2 separate regions of the Gossypium hirsutum genome follow, and region 1 is linked to region 2. Evidence: chromatin contacts called from public Hi-C data. All regions are on one chromosome and are shown on one strand. The core of a region is the stretch at or near the end of the contact, and the rest is flanking DNA. Distances in the headings are between cores, read along the strand shown. Region 1 has its middle 23 kb from the start of LOC107908097. Region 2 holds the start of LOC107910733 (serine carboxypeptidase 1).

Region 1 (2,700 bases), core at 110-2,609, 320 kb before region 2:
TTTTATACATTTTTCTTCTTTTTATCAAAATTTTAGATATAAATAGTTATAACATATTTTTTGATATTTATATTATAATATTATATAGATTAAAATATGTCATAAGTCCTTATACACTTCATAAATTTGGAATTTAGTCCTATACTTTTATTTCTAGGAATTTAATTCATCTACCTTTCAAATTTCAAATTTCAAGTATTTTGTTAAATTTAGGTTCATTACGACATCATTTTTTTAGTTACATTGCTACCAAGTTAGCACTTTTATTATTTCAAAAGGCCACACCAATAAATTTAACAAAAAAAAATTTACAATTTTAACAATTAGATTTGAATTTTGAAATTTGAAAAGTATAGGGTGTAAATTCCTAGGAATAAAAATATATGGACTAAATTACAAATCATGAAGAGTATAGGGACTTATGGCATAATTTAACATATTATATAATTTTATTTTTTACATGATATAAATTGTATAATATATTACAACAATACATTATAACATTAGAATTGATCAAATAAGATATTAAATGTTGGAGATCAAACTTCAGGTTTTTCTACTTCAATATTGTTAATCGTTGGATTAACATGTAGAGGAAGATGGTGGTTGGTGTGGAGGACCACCTGAAGAAGAGATAGATGGAAAGATTCTCTAGTATGAATATTTTCTGGGTTAAGGAAGAAGTGTACATGAGTGTCTATGAGTTCTTTGCATGGGCTCTTTTATAGTGGGAGACATGTTCAACTACGTGTTAAAAGGCTATTGACATGGTAGTCTGATTTGATCTCCCTGTCACCGACGATGATGTTATGTCCTAGGATAAAACACCTTAGGACGAATGGCAATCAATGAATCTGAGCGCCCACATGGATCTTATATAGATTTAGTGGAGATGTGCCCCCAAAGAATCTCAGTTTCCCTTTTCTCTAGAAAGTAAAATTTAAAGCATATGTTATAAAAGGTTAAACATTCTTATCATTTTATATCGGTTCTAATAGTTTTTTATTTTAATAGGTGGTCTAGTCATCATTATCATATAACTTACTAGAAGGATGATATTATAACAATACAAGCATCTATTAATATTGAATTAAATAATTCGATAATTCATGTGTTATCATATATTTATTTAATATAATTAATATCACCTCATAATTGAATTTAAATATATTTTTTTATTTATTTTTAGAGTTTGTGTAGAAGGCGTACTAGGTGGTAAAAATTAATGTCCTACTACCACCAATCGCACATGCGCATAGTCAAGTTTTTAATGTGTGCACGCCATTTATATATGTCTTTGTGGCAATTAGAAGTGGTGTAAGAAATTCTAACAAATCCAAATGACATGGATAGGTATCATGATATGGATTTAGGTTTGGAGTCGAAGCACAATTGGGCTATTAAACATGTCCAGAATGTCATCAATTGGGCCAATCATTTTCAACATATCTTATAGGCTACATTTATCCAGGATTATAATTTTGTTCCATTTGAGATTTGTGTAGAATGGTTTAGGGTCAATGATAAACCATATCTATACTAATTGGGATAAGCTCATATACATCAGATTAGAAGTTGGGAGGAGGTCAAGAGTAATGCTTTATTTCTGAAGATGTATTTTTTCTTATACTTTCAAACCTAACAAGGGTATCTACTTTGCAAATGTGAAGATCGATCGTGACTTTACCCAGAAAATGGATTAATATTTGATACACCTACCAAACAATAAATTATTTTTTATTCTACCTAACAAGCGTTTATTAATAATTTTTGTTATTTCTTTACACTTTATAGGGATTAAGGTATGTGTAATGAATTTGAAATTTCCTATTTTAATGAAAAATCGAAACATTTGTTGTTTGAAAAAAAAAGACGCAAGAAACTAAAGTAATTCAAATTCATCATTTTTTTATAATTTCCTAACTAATTTTAATTCATTTTATTTATGGTTTATGGATTAGATTTTTTTACTTTATATAATTAATTTTTATTCATTTTGTTTAAGGTTTAATGTTTTGGTAGATCAAACATCAGAAAAATAAGAAATATGTTTTATCAATATTCATTTTAAGACATAAAATTCATGAATTTTTTTTACAATAGCATAATTTATATCACATTACACGTTAAGGCAGCTAGTTAGTTAGTAACATAACATTACACAACAAAAAAACATAAACTATTTTCTAAAATCCTTAGAGCAATCTAAACTTAGACCTTCATTTTGGCTTCTAAAGTGATTGATGATTCACCGTACTTAATTGAATCAACACCATAGTTGTACAATTTCAGAGTGACCTATAGCTGAAGTGTCAATTCCACAAAGATTATCTACCCTCATCGATTGATCTGAGTGTTAATATAACCGTTCATTTATGTCAAAGATTGTTCATGCCACCACAGTTGAAAAACCTAAAGCCTAGGTGCCTAGAATGCCCTAATTTGTTTCCTTGATCCCTAACATTGACTACTTTGTGACTTTTGATAGTCCTAGTGACCATGTGCAACTAGTAAAACTAATACCCATGACCCATCTACCTAAGTCACTGGATAATTTTTTTCCTAAATGTGGGCAACTTTTTTAAAGGTGCCTCTACAGAGGATGAAACCCCATATAAAATGTTTCCTCAGTGGAAAGCCTTAACCTATTTTCCCTAAACCTTATAAAAGTGAATTGGTGGTGTTAAATATCAATGAATA
Region 2 (2,700 bases), core at 125-2,624:
CATGATTAAGCTTCGGGACAAAGACTATATCACTAGTCAACTTTTCTTGTGGGAAAGCAGTAGCTATTGTTTGAACATAAAAGAGTCCAATGGGATATTCTTAGTAAAGTGGGCTCCCTACCTGGCTGGACTCAGTCAACCAGCCTATCACACAACTTGCTGGTCCTTGCAAGTTGGAAAACTGAAGATTCTAGGTCCCTTATTTCTACCATGCGTGTGGACTGTTGTAACATGCAGGACAGCGTGAATTTGAAGTGCTCTGGTTCGCAACAGTGAAATGGTCCTACACTAAGTTCTTTGTTTCTGTGAAAAGCTGAAGGATGATATTGATTTCAGATGGAAAAACACTTTTCTAGTACTATTATTGTTTCAAAATGGATGCTTTTTCTACAGAAATGATTAATCAAGGTTTGATCTATGGATAGGTTAAACATGGGAGTTCTACATCGGTGTTGTACTGAAACTATCGTCAAGCTTCTTTATACAATCATATTTCCCAAAGATTGAGTATGCAAATACTTCTCTTTTTTGCATATACTCAAGCTTATCATATGCAGACCATGTGATGCAGTAAATGGCAGATGTTATTGCTATGGCATATTCAGTTTTGATTTAATATGACATTTTCTATACCCATGCAAATAAACTCGATACCTATCTGTTGATTCAGAAGTATAGATAAATTTGATACCTCCATTTAACCATAAAACGAGAGGCTTGTCGGAAGAATTTTGTGGTGACTCCACAAAATAATAGAACAACGCTCGATCAGCTATAGGGTCTACCGTTACATAGCCTGCATATTGGTCAAAATCCACTCCTTCAGGTTGTCCCGGCAGTGCGTTGATCTTATCACTTTGCATCATCCCTTTCTGGGATCCTACATACACTGGAGAGTTGTGACTATCTTCTTGATCATTTAGTAGAGCCCATGATTCAGGGTGTGGAGATTTGCGAGATTCGATCAACCTGTTGAGATTGCCAATCTGGTTTCCCTTGCATGAAATGAGGAAAGTTGTAAAGTAGCAAGACAACACAAGCAGCAAGTATTTAATAGTAACTTTCATGGTGGCCTCTGGACTCAAGAGCTTATGCAAGCTTCTAATAGTATTAAGTATGTATGCAAGCCAATATTGATGCTAATTTATACTGGCAGAGGATAATTTTCCATTTTGTAGCCAAGTCACAGCTTGATGCACTTGCTAACAAATCTACTGGGGCCTGGGGCCAGCTTGATATGTATTCCTGTTGTTGTTTGGGAATGAAAATTAACCCACGTTGAAATTTGGTGAGTGTGGTTTTCAACATTCAACCCTTTGTTACAAAGTTAACATTACATTTCCGGTTAATATGATATATCAATTAGCAAAATACATTTATCATTCTCTCAACGGTCGAACCTTCGTGCGGATGGCGGAAGCTTTCCGTTTAGGAAGGACGAGAAGAGCACCAGGGCCCAGGCTTGCTGGTAACTGGGAACAGAATGTCCAGCTCCTCTTACTGTTACAAATATTAAGTTCTGATATCCAACAGCATACCCTCCAACCTTGACAAAAACCAGCTAGATGATTAGCTTGATCACACCTTTGATTCATTTTCTAATAGCAATAATTAGATTAGTGAAATTCAGTTCAAACTCTTACCTCCCCATGGAGGTACCAAGGATACCAGGCAGTCTTAATGCGCATCCCCAGTTTGTTTATGGCATATTTGCTACATAATAGAGGCAGGGCACCATCTGTGTCACCACTGACATAATACCATTAAACTTGATTAGAAAGTTTTTAACTTTGATTCTTGTTTAATGAGCTATCAATGTTTTTATCCAAGGCTATGAAATTGGACTTAGTCAAATGACTAACTTGTAGATCCAAACCCGAATTCCACTGTCCATTACTTCCTTAATGATTGGCAAAACTGTTAATGGAATGAATATAAATTTTCGAGCAGGAATGGAAAGCCGAAACCTATTTCTTAATTCTCAGTAAGCAGAAGTGGAAAAAAATACTAGGAACATTCTATTCACCAACTTGGTATATAAGGTAAGTGGAAGTTGAGGAGGAATTGCATAAGGGAGCATAGAGGCATACATGTTACCAGCAGCATCATTTGCTTTATCCCCAAATCCTAAGCAAACTTTGGATGATAAATTTAGAGTAGAATAATCGCAGTTCAATGCAAGTCCAGTGTATATGTCATCAGACGTAAGGGCGTGCGTCCATTAGAAATCCACTGCTCCTCTCATAATTGTTTCAAAATCAATAGAAGCATTACCTATCTAATACATCAATAACACCCCCCCTGTTAACATTCATTTCATGACAACATAAATATATAAGAACATTCTTACAGGAACTTACTGCAATTCCTTTTAGATTGATTATAGTTTGATTGGTGTGTTGATTATTTTGGAGTATAGTGTGAGCAAGCTGGGGTACATAATGGCCTGCATAACTCTCTCCTGCCAGGAAAAATTCCCTGGTTTTGTATTCAGGAAATCTTTGGAGCCAGTAAACAAGAAAGGTATAGGAATCTTGGGCAGTTCTTAAATCTCCACTTGACTTATAGTCTGAGGTTCTATTTGAGTAAGAGAATCCGACACCGGCAGGCGATTCTAAAAAGATGATGTTAGCATATTAACACACAAAATGTTAGTCAATGATTCATTTTCAAGGAAACCCCTGATAATTTGGCGGTTAT

What was found. A called contact is a pair of places that touch in the nucleus more often than the background predicts.
Region 1: a contact with region 2 is called in a Hi-C map of leaf, with 2.5 times the contacts expected there. The contact joins the enhancer-like site here to the promoter of LOC107910733 in region 2. A contact is called at or near these places in 2 of 34 Hi-C or Micro-C datasets (leaf and petal).

The regions. Positions count from the first base shown.
Region 1 is chrD02:20,321,125-20,323,824 of Gossypium_hirsutum_v2.1, reverse strand. No RefSeq gene overlaps it. Among protein-coding and RNA genes, the nearest start is that of LOC107908097, 23 kb to the left of the region's middle. Within about 2 kb of position 1,359, at least 3 of the 9 cell types and tissues checked have an H3K27ac peak or open chromatin away from gene starts, as enhancers often do. A contact at or near this core is called in leaf, where this site is marked.
Region 2 is chrD02:20,005,471-20,008,170 of Gossypium_hirsutum_v2.1, reverse strand. It overlaps LOC107910733 (serine carboxypeptidase 1), which reads right to left and starts at 1,374. Exons shown (of 8, transcript XM_016838701.2): 1 at 692-1,374. The coding sequence starts at 1,067.